3 separate regions of the Capsicum annuum genome follow, and regions 2 and 3 are each linked to region 1. Evidence: chromatin contacts called from public Hi-C data. All regions are on one chromosome and are shown on one strand. Each heading gives the region's core, a stretch centred on a gene start, on an enhancer-like site or on the middle of the called end of the contact. The rest is flanking DNA. Distances are from core to core; before and after follow the strand shown.

Region 1 (3,902 bases), core at 940-3,439:
TCTGATCATCCCATACACATGATTTTGAAAACGTACACTACTACTCATGCAGCTGCCTGCTACGTAAAGCATTTACTGCTACTGACTAGCTAGGATGCTTGCAGCAATCATACATCAGTAGGAAAGGAGGGACTATTTCAGAACAAAACAATAGTTTTACTAAACACGCAAGAATTTTGTTATTAATGCACACAAGTATTTAAAAGCATTTGTGCTCTCTATGTGAGATATTAACAGAATTTCCCATCTTGATGTTCTTGTTACTCAAGAACTGACACACCATGCACTATGCCTAATGAACCCCAAAATATTTGAAACTAAGTATATAAGAGATAGCTATTGCAAGAACTGCCAAGATTACCTAATATCACCAGGGTAGTCTTCAGTACGGGATGGAGGAGCACAGTATATAACATAAGGGAACTTAGACAAAAACTTGGTCTCTCTCGAAGATGGATTAATTCCCATTTTAATAAGTTCATCATGGTGATCGGTGGTCATTGTCTGCCCAAAAATCTGACAGCCTGGGTATTCCTGCCACATTAAAGGGTCCAAAACTCTTAGCAGTCTCAATATGATGCATTCTCCACTAAGCAAATCACCAGTCTGTCACAGTTAGTAAGACAGAAACTCATACAACTAATATCAATTTCAGAAAAGAATCATCAACATTTCCGTCACAGATCAGATTTAACAAACAAGAAATAAATGTTCATGTTTATTTTTAATTAGGTTACGAAGTAAGATGGCTCCCACTTCTCAAAGAAATCATATGAATATTAGTTCAGGATGTACCTGTCTCCATCTTTCAGCCACTAAACGTCCAAGAACTCCAGGTCCTACAATTAACAAGTCGTTTGCTCCAATGCCCCCCCTTGAAGAAGCTTCCAATTCTTCACTTGGAGCGTCTTCAGGAACCAATAAGTAAGACTAAAAAAATGAAACTTGACAATTGAACTTTAGTGAAGATATATATCTAAAGAATAAAACAGTACACATTCTTCCGAACACTGATTCACCACCTTTTGCTAATAAGTACCCCTCTGTCCCATTTCTATAACACCATTAGATTAGACACGTAATTTAAGATGTACTTTGAATTTTTTGTTATATTAGTGAAAGTAAGGGAATTGTTTTGAGAAAGATAACAATAGTAAGTGAACGAAAAATACTGATGTAATTCTCGAACAGTTAGCTTGACAGAGACACTACAATTAAAATTTAAATTTTGAACATTCTAATGAATTTTGAATTTTTGAAAGTTGTGCAAGTAGCATAGAAATGAAATGGTGTCATACATTTTAGGGACTATTGGCTGTGGAGTCAATATTGGAATCACGCTAAATAATTCATGAGTTACTTGGATACGGAAATTAGCACAATCAAAGAAGTTACTCATAGTATAACTAAGTTGATATTACAAATAATCCACCAGATGTGATCCAATTAACCAAGAATTTTCTTGTCAAATAAACAGTTCCTAGTTTTTGACAGCTAATGAATGAAAAAGTAAATGCAGCAGCTAAATGAGAAGCAACAAATTTTTGCATATCTAGCATAATCTCTATGGCACATGTTCAAATTAACCGAAGATGGACTACTGCATATGTAGCATAATCTATTTGGCACTTCCAAGTTATACAATGACAATCACAAGTGCATATGCAAATAATAAGGTTAGTATTGAAAGAAACTGATAAACTTTTCTTTGATTTCATAAATTGGACAAGTAAATTGAAATAAGTATTTTCTGAAAGAGACCCAGTAAAATGAAAAGCGAGAGTAATAACTAGAAGTTACAAAATACAAGTAACCATAAAATAAAAACCACAGTCGAGCCAGAATTCGCAAATAAGAGAATGTGATTGTGTGTGAGAGAGAATACCGATACCAGAGGAAGCGTTGGCTCGGAAGGAATTGGGTGGCATTGTAACTGACGAAAACTTGAAATTAGGGATTGAAATAGAAAATGACAAGTTTGTACAAGTGTTGAAGAAGTGGTGCTTTGGAGCTTCCAAGTTGTTCCATAGAATTCCAATTCTGGAAGTTGCAGTGGTAATGGTAGCCATGGATGGATAATGAAGAGGAGAAAAACGGTGATGATGTTTTTATAGTTTCGCCTAAGCCGTTTTGAGTTGGGCCAATTGAACGACGCAAAAATTCACAAATATAGCAAATTAGAAGAGAATTTGATAATAATCTTTTTTAGAATTACCTTAAATAGCTATGTATATATATTTTGATTCGCAAGACAACATTAAATATATATAACACTAGAATTGAATTACCTTATTTTGATGCGCAAGACAACATTAAATATATATAACACTAAATATATTGAAAGGCTTATTTACGAGCCCAACATTGTAATATTAAATTAAATTATAAAGATTCAACTGTTTAAAAAAAGATTAATACATTTTTTTTAAAGCACGACACAATTAATAACATGAATTTCACTTTACGATACGTTTCTTTCTATTTCTATAAATTATAAGTTATAATTTATTTTTTCTGAGTTTCCACAATTAAAAATAAAAATTTATGTGCACTTATACTCATTTTAATATTATGTCCAATAAATATATGTGATAAGATAACTAATGTCGTGAATTAACTTCATCTGTCTCATGCCTATACCAAATAACCCCTTAGTACTACAAAAAAGCTTCAAGGTAAATTTAGATATATGATGATAAAATATGCAATTTAAACAAAAAGATAACCATTAACATAGATTAACGTGGTAAAAATTATTGTAATTCAATAAGTTTTTAAGTTATATTTTATATAACTCATTTTAATTAAATGACATCAACTGGTAATAAGATGATAAATATAGGAATGTAATTCTACATAAATTATACTTATTTTAAATATTTTCAATAAGAAAATGGATAATCTTCTTTACGTAATATTATAAATAAAAATAAATAACATAATGTATTATTAGAAGATAAGAATTAATTTTGTTGATATAAGCATATCCTATGTTGACTTTCATAATAAAACAATATAAAATTATAAAAGATAACTCAGAAAAATAGAGTAGAAAAATACAAAATTAAATGAGTTGAAGTGATACATAATTAAATGAGTTTAAGTGATATATTATTAGTGTAAAAAAAATTGATACTATCAAATTCATTTATTTAATGTGATATGTAATTTTTCGTATTTTGAAAATTTATAACTATCATCTTTTATAAAAAAAAAAAAAAAGTTACTTAAAATTATCATTATAGTAAGAAGTTTTTTACTTTATAATATATATAAGAGTGTTGATTAAAATAATTTTAATTACACATATAAATTATAGTATCCTCGTATAAATTGAAAAAAAAAAAATCAGCTATATCAATTTTGGGTTTACAAAATCATACTTTATACTTACTTTTAGACATATGAATATCAACAATTAATTATGCAAATAACATTAGCATCCAATTTTTTTTTAGATATTTCTATATTAATAAAATAAATTAAAATTTTCACATAAATATCTACATGAGGTCAATATTTCGTTAAAATAGTCTATATCAGTATATAAATTATTTTATAAAAATTTGTGTTTGAAAAAATGTGAAATCCACCTTAGATATCACATTATTAGACACACTTGACATTTAGGCAAAGGTGCTTATTTACTTTCTCATTTCGATCGTATGGCCAACTTGGTGGAGTAGAAAAATACACTATTAATGAATTTATGTGATACATTATTAGTCTAAAGAAATTTGACTCTCTCAAATTCATTTATTTAATGTGATAGGTAATTTCTTATTTTGAAAATTTATAACTCTTATCTTTTATTAAAAAAAAAAGTTACTTAAAATTATCATTATAGTAATTGTTTCAAAAATATAGGAGGAAGTTTCAAAAATAGCAACTGTTTGGCACAA
Region 2 (3,902 bases), core at 609-3,108, 190 kb after region 1:
AAAGTTTCTTATACTAGAAAATTAGTAATTAAGTACAAGAATAACAAAACAATGAAACAAAGGAAAGAGTAGAAGAAGAAGAAAGGAGAAAATGAAAAAGAAGGAAGAGATTAGAAAGTTTTCGTTATTGAACTCTTTAAGTGTGCATTGAGTATCATATCATATATATATCAAAGAGATGATCATTCTAGAATCAACTACCCATAACTAACAAACTATCTCTTATTTCAGAAAACTGTTGAAACAGTTAATAACCAACTCTTCCGAAAAAACAATTAATACTGTTCATTATTGTACTCATCATAGTTTCTGCCTTCTTTTCTTTATTTCAACAGAAGATTTATTTGTGAAAAATATTTAATAATTGCTATCTTCATGCGAATAAAATTAGTATTTGACAAAAATTGATTAACATGTTCTAATTCTAATAAAATAAAGAAACTAAAATTTCTGGGGGGTGGGGGGGTGGGGGAAGAATAGGGGTGTGCATAAATTTCTGGGGGGGGGGGGGAAGAATAGGGGTGTGCATCGATCGATTTTATGTATTATTGATTTGATTTATCGGTTTTTAATTTTTTAATATGCTAAAACTAAATCAATAAGATATTCTTTTAATGACTTTTAGTCCTTAACGATTCGATTTTTATTTAATCGATAAGAAAATATTCAGAAAATAGAAATAGTAGCAACTAACATGAAAAGAAATTGAATCTTAATTGCAATCAAAATCCTATATTATGAATTTTAATTTACAAGAATCTTCAAGTTTAAACTGAATGTTAGTTCAGAAAATTGAATATATATGAAACCACTAAAAAATTATTAACTCAATAATAATGAATTACTAAAATTTTTATTAATTTGATTTACTAATCGATTCAATTTTTGCACCCCTTACAAAAGAGGGAAAGAAATGTCACATTCTATGAATTGTTTCCTTTTATGTTCGTTTTATCCGTCTCTGAAACTTTACTTCTGTCAACTATAAAATTTTCTTTTTCAATTTCTTTTTTCATTTTTCATTTCCATCTCATACTAAATTAAGGAAAAACAAAGCAAGTGAAAGAGAATTTAGGGAGAAAAAAAAAGGAGAGGTGCTTTTTTGACCTGCAGCCACCAAAAGACCAGCGGCAGGAAAAAATTCAGTAGCTGGGTTCATCTCTTCTTTATTGTATTAATATTATATTGTATATATGCAATATTTAAATGTGCAGATCAAAATTTATTTACTCCGTCTCTGATCTAATTCTTTGATTTAGGAACAAGTGGTACTACGGTAGTACATTAAATGTACTTCTGATAGGCTAAGAATTTTAATTATTTCTCCGGTGTTTATAAATGATACAGTATGAACAAAATATTCTAGAAATTACATGATGGACAAATTATGATTTGCAATCGTAATTTCGTCGACATGATTGGACTACAAGGATGTCTAATGCTCTCACTAACTTGTAATTTTGCTTAGTATATATTTATAATTTTTATTCAGAAAAATGCCAACTAGACACAATATATATAATGCCAATCACATAGTCCATCAGGACTAATTTTTCCTAATCCCTTTTGCTAAATACATAAGCTTGTATTTAAAGGCCAAAAAATAAAAGATATTTTTCCATACTAAGTACTCGCTTCACCTTATATATATATATAATATTTTTAAAATTTAAGAGTTAAATAAATATTTTTGTGATTACTTATAATTTACTGTATATTTTAAATTATTATTTATCATTATTTATAATATTTTTATTTAGTAATTTTTAAATGTATAAAACTTATATTTATTAATTAAAATTATTACTCCTAGTATTTTTTAACTCTCGAAATTTGAAGGGCTTGAACTCTTGGCAGAGAGGTGCATTTTTTTAAGGTGGAAATGTGGGACTGTAGTTTGAAACTTTAATGTGTAAGTTGGATCTTCAATCCCACAAAAGAAGTGCAATAAAGTTACACTAGCATTAAGTTTACTACTGTGCATTTTTGCCTTTTGTTTCCTTCTCTTTTTCTTCTTCTTTAGTCTAGCTATACAAACTCCATTTTTGACCGCCATAAATGGTGGGCTTAACTCCAAATCATTAGTGCTTCTACTTTCTTGGGCACAATATCTAGGGTTCTTCAATTATCATATCTCACTTTCTCCACTTATCACATTAGTTAACTAGCAACCCCATTTTCCTTAATTGCTCTACTTCAGATTCTTGATTTTTGTTTCTTGCATTTTTAAACAACCATTTAATTTGCAGCCCCAATTGTTTCTCTTGCTTTATTGAACTACCAAAAAGTTTACATTTTAAAGTTTAATCTTGCTCCATTTGATTGTTTTTCTAGTGAAGTTTACATTTTTAAGCTTAATATTGCTCCATTTGATAATTTTTTTTCTTGTGAAGTTTGCATATTAGAGGTTATTGCATGTGGGATTTTGTATGTGGGGGATTTTGAATGAGGGAAGAGGGTGTTTTCCAGTCTGATGAGAAATGAAGGTTAAAATTGTAGAAGGATATGGGCTGTGTTTTTGGGAAAGAGATTTCATCATCTGAGACACCTACTGGAGAAGTTGTAGTTGGAAGAAGGAGAGAAAATGGGGAAGATAGAGATTTGGTCCTACCTTCTGGTAGGAGAGAGAAAGTAGGAACTGTAAATAAGGCGGAGGGCGGTGGCGGTGGCGGCAGTGAAGGAGGAGGAGGCAGTGATGTTGGTGAAGTTAAGAATGGTAGGGATCAGAAGAATGAGAAAAGGGATGACAATGCAAGGCCTAAGGGTGAGAGGAGAAGGTCTAGACCTAATCCAAGGCTGAGCAATCCACCTAAGAATGTGCACGGCGAGCAAGTAGCCGCTGGATGGCCGTCATGGCTTTCTGAGGTAGCTGGAGAGGCTATCAATGGATGGATCCCGCGAAGGGCGGATGCTTTTGAGAAGCTGGCTAAGGCAAGCAATTGTTCACCTCATTTGTTAGTTACTAGTTTTCGACTTTCGTCTTGTAGATTGATTAATATCTTATTCATTGTCATTTCTATGTTGTATTGTTCTATTTAGATTGGGCAAGGTACTTACAGCAATGTGTATAAAGCTAGAGATAATCTCACGGGGAACATTGTTGCATTAAAGAAGGTTAGGTTTGATAATTTGGAGCCAGAGAGTGTGAGGTTTATGGCAAGAGAGATCTTGATTTTGCGCCGCTTGGATCATCCGAATGTTATTACATTGCAAGGATTGGTTACGTCAAGGATGTCTTGTAGTTTGTACCTCGTGTTTGATTATATGGATCATGATTTAGCTGGACTAGCTGCAAGCCCTGGAATTAAGTTCACAGAGGCTCAGGTTGGGGTTATATTAGTTTGTTTTTGAATTATGGCTTCAAATGTTGGGCTTCCAAGTTGTTTATATTATTTCTTTATTATCATTTGTAGGTTAAATGTTACATGCATCAACTATTAGCAGGGCTTGAACACTGTCATAACCGTCATGTGTTGCATCGTGATATAAAAGGATCAAATCTTTTAATTGACAGTGAGGGAGTTCTCAAGATTGCAGATTTTGGTTTGGCGTCAATCTATGATCCCAATAAAAAGCAACCCATGACTAGTCGCGTGGTTACATTATGGTACAGACCCCCGGAGCTTCTTCTTGGGGCCACAGACTATGGTGTTGGTGTGGACCTTTGGAGCGCTGGTTGTATTTTAGCTGAGCTATTAGCTGGGAAACCCATTATGCCTGGTCGTACAGAGGTATGGTATTGAAATTTGTTGGTCAAAACAATCTGACAGGGACAGGTCTTGCGCGATGTAAGGGAAAAGATTTTCGTTTTCCCCTTGCTTGTTGGTTGCATTAAATCATTTGTTTGCTTCTGCATCTGTTAGTTAAAGAGAAGCTTTTTCCCTCCAACTATGGTAGAGGAC
Region 3 (3,902 bases), core at 602-3,101, 140 kb before region 1:
TATATCCCTCTACTTTAGAAAATTGATCAAATATACCATTTGTCATACTTTGGGGGTTAAGTTTACCATTGCTGTCACACTTTGAGGCTAATTTTCCCCTTGATGTACCCTTCTTTTAGCAGAAAAGTTCAAAACAATGTTAAACGACTTAGTGTTTAAAAATAAAATACATTCTAATCAACTCGCCCTACCCAACCCGATTCACAAAAAAGACAAACAAATATACCCCTCCCTCTAATTTTTCTCAACAACAAATATACTTCTCTCAACGTACAACGTTGATAGGTTGTTTACAAATGAACAAATAATAAAGTGGAGTGGGATAACACAATAACATGAAATTAGAGAAAATGCCTAGTACAAAATCTGCTTCTGTTTTAGTTATGTTCAAATTTTAAATTTTGGTATGCAATACTGTATGCGTTTAGATTGTAAAATCAGCGAATAAATTTTTTGAGCAAATGACATGTGAAAAAATTGTGTAAACTCAAATTGTGTATAGAGATATAAAAATAAAGAGATGTCATGAGCGATACATAAAGAAACCTCTTAACTCAATAATACATAGAAATACCAGATGCGCCTAATTTGTTGCATTTGATCACTAAGCGTCATTTTTTCATGAGCTCAACACTGATGCAGATTCATGAATTGAAGGTGAGAGCGGTTTTGGTGGAGGATAAGATGCGGAAAGTGAGATTGCGATGGTTTTGACATGTGGCGAGAAGGTGTGCGGATGCTCCAGTATGGAGGTGTGAGAGGCTAGCTGTAGATGATTTTAGGCAGGGTTGAGGTAGGTCGAAGAAATATTGAAGGAAGGTGATAAAGCATGATATGAAACAGTTGCAGCTTATGGAGGACATGACCCGTGATAGGAACGTGCAGAGGACCCAAATTATGGTAGAGGGTAGGAGTTTGACCGTGATAGTAGGGATAAGTGTTTGGTTTGTATCTGTGCCCGAAGTTTCTTATTCATAGCGTTCTAGTGATGTTTATGACTTTGAATAGATAGTTTATAGTGTTATTTTGTGGGTGCCTTGTTTCCTTTATTATCTAGCAGTGTGTTATAGTTTTGTTGTGTGCATTTATATTTTTTATTTGTTATATTTTTACCTATCATAAGTCGTGGGTCTATTTTGGAAACAACCTTTCTACGGTAGTGGTGTGGACTGCGTGCACTTTATCCTTTCCAAATCCCATTTTGTGGGAATGTACTAATAAATATCCAGTGGTATAATTTTGTTGAAAAAAATTGACCAACATTGTGTATATTTATTTGTGTCTTTTTGTGTCGGATTGGATCAAATAAGTAGATTAGGTTGTGTTATTCTTAAAAATGTTAATTTGGACTTTTTTATTAAAGAAGAAATACAGGTGAAAAGTTTTTTAATAATAATGATAAATTTAGTCCTAAAATATGATAACAAGGATAAATTTGATCTCAATGTAAAATAAAGCATATATTTAATTGAGTTTTTAAAATAGAAAAGTAAATTTAGCCTTTTGTTTCCTAAAATATAATTTGGAAAATTTGATTTTAGAGAAACGCACGCTATTTTAATAATATAAATTAATATTAAAACAAGTAACGTTGTAGAGATGTTTGATATTGTAAATACATAGTAGATTCTGGACACATTGACTCGTTGCTTGATTTTGTACTCACACAGCTGTTACCAATTCGCTCATTGCAACGCGCCATTCGACGCGCCATTACAAAATTATTTCCCCCAAATTTTTAAAATTTTGGAAAATTTCACCACTTGGTCAGAAAATAATTTGGAGTGAAAAATAAAAATAGATTAAATAAAAAAATGCAATTAAGACGGAAAAACTAAAGAAAACGACCTAAAAAGGGAAAAAATTAAATAAAAAAACAAAGCATTTTTTTCTTCTTCTCTTTTTTTTTCTCTATACCCCTGTGGTATACACATCAACAATAACAGAAGAAGAACATCACATTTGGGGAATTTATTCGATCGCTCACTTGGGTTGTTAGATTCTTCTAATACCCATCTTCCTGGGTTAATTAACATTTAATTTTGAAAGTACTTTGCTGTTTTAATTTTGTATAAACAACTTGGAATTTTATATTATATACCTAGATGATCAACAAGTTCAATGGTAGTTTATGATTTTGAAGGTTGGATAGGTTACTGTGAAATTCCTTTCAGGGTTTTTCTGAGTAATTTAATGGGTCGAAGTTGGATGTTTGAATTGTGACTGGTATGTTGGATTTTAGGATAGGTGGTTAGGGTTAAGGGTTTTGGGGCTAAAAAGTTGGGGGAATTTTGGGGTTAGGGTTGTTATTTATGAGTTGGGGAAATAGTAGGGTGGAGATGATGGAAGAACTTGAACTTGAAGAAGGAGAAGCATGTCACTACAAAGATGCTGAGGATACAAGCATTGACCCTGACATAGCCCTCTCTTACATTGTAAGACTTGTTTTTTTTTTTTTTTTTTTCCTATTTTTTCAATTTGTTTTCAAAATCTAACAATTCTTCTAGTGCCTTAATATGGTTGCAGTTTTGCCTTTTGTAGTTAAAGTTTGGTTTCATTTATCAATGGTCTGAGTAAGAGATTAGGATTTACTAATTCAAATTCATTATAGATGGTTCCGTGACTCTGTAAAGAATGTAGTGAATCAGGCAAATAATTATGGTTGGCATATAAAAGAGAACTTTTGGGTTTGGGAATAGAACTGGAAAAATGGACATCATTGGGACATTGTTTTAGAGATATTGCTTTCTAGTTGTGCTGGTGAACTTTTGGACCATTTCTGCGTAGTAAAGTGTAAAATCCTCTCTCAGATTGCCTCCGCGTCTCACTCTGCAATACTGGGGTTAAAGTGTATGTTACAATATGAGTAGTTATTGGCATAGATTTTACAAAACAATGACAGTACAACTGTTGGTTTTCTGTGTGAAAGGATGAGAAGCTTCAAAGTGTCTTGGGTCATTTTCAGAAAGATTTTGAAGGAGGCGTTTCTTCTGAGAATTTGGGTAAGTAGTCTGGTAACAAGTACTATTGATCATAGCTAACAGCTTTAAATCTCTAGAATAGCTGATTAAATTTCTTTTATTTTTGGCAGGGGCAAAATTTGGTGGGTATGGTTCATTTTTACAGACTTTTCAGCCCTCCCCTTCAATTCTATCTCAGCCAAGAACTCCACAGATATCTCAAACTCAAGGCCAATCAAGATCACCTAACTATTTTCCCTCTGAGGTATGTTAAAAGTTTGTCTTTTGTTGAATACTTGGAAGCAATAACACTTTGTCCATACCTTTTATCAACTTGGGAACTCTTAGTTTAACTTCTGTTTGGTGGTTGTGTTTCTGTCCAGGGACCTCCTCAGAACTCAATGCCTGTGTCTGATCCTCCTTCAACTCGGAGGAATGGTACAGCTGGTTCTCGCGATGGTCATACCTTGCATGATTCAAGGGTGTTTTGTGGGGATGATTCCACAAGACAAGATTCATGCTTTTCTGCTCAAGAATCTAATAAGTTCCCTGCAAAACATGAAGTTTCTATGATTAAGTCACGTAATCCCACTGATCAGAGAACACTCAAACTTCGGATTAGGGTTGGTTCTGATAAGACAACTCAGAAAAGTACTGCTTTACACACTAGTCTTGGGCTTATCTCTCCCTCTTCATCACCGGAAAATAGTCCTACTGAGAGTGCTGGAATGTTGTCCAAGTTTCAAGAAATTCACAGTGATTCTCCAGCCAGCATCCTTCAGGTAAGCCAGTTTTCTGTTACATAAAAATATCTCTTTTCCCACACAGGAAAAAAAAGAGAATACCATCTGATGCTATTTTAACTTTCTGTTTTTTCCCTTTGTAACAGACTATGACTTCTTTCCCAGTTGCTGGAAGTGTGCTGCTTTCACCTCTCCATGA

Evidence for each region. Hi-C and Micro-C count contacts between places; a contact is called where the count stands out from the background.
Region 2: a contact with region 1 is called in a Hi-C map of leaf, with 2.5 times the contacts expected there. The contact joins the promoter of LOC107842362 here to the promoter of LOC107842367 in region 1. A contact is called at or near these places in 3 of 5 Hi-C or Micro-C datasets (leaf and placenta).
Region 3: a contact with region 1 is called in a Hi-C map of leaf, with 2.3 times the contacts expected there. The contact joins the promoter of LOC107842579 here to the promoter of LOC107842367 in region 1. A contact is called at or near these places in 2 of 5 Hi-C or Micro-C datasets (leaf and placenta).

The regions. Positions count from the first base shown.
Region 1 is chr1:183,668,688-183,672,589 of UCD10Xv1.1, reverse strand. LOC107842367 reads right to left here and starts at 2,189. Exons shown (of 10, transcript XM_047408028.1): 1 at 1,892-2,189; 2 at 796-908; 3 at 362-534. The coding sequence starts at 2,069.
Region 2 is chr1:183,482,713-183,486,614 of UCD10Xv1.1, reverse strand. LOC107842362 (probable serine/threonine-protein kinase At1g54610) reads left to right here and starts at 1,858. Exons shown (of 7, transcript XM_016686163.2): 1 at 1,858-2,931; 2 at 3,040-3,324; 3 at 3,414-3,731. The coding sequence starts at 2,506.
Region 3 is chr1:183,807,882-183,811,783 of UCD10Xv1.1, reverse strand. It overlaps LOC107842579 (cysteine-tryptophan domain-containing zinc finger protein 7), which reads left to right and starts at 1,851. Exons shown (of 11, transcript XM_016686503.2): 1 at 1,851-2,435; 2 at 2,930-3,002; 3 at 3,092-3,225; 4 at 3,344-3,742; 5 at 3,850-3,902. The coding sequence starts at 2,313.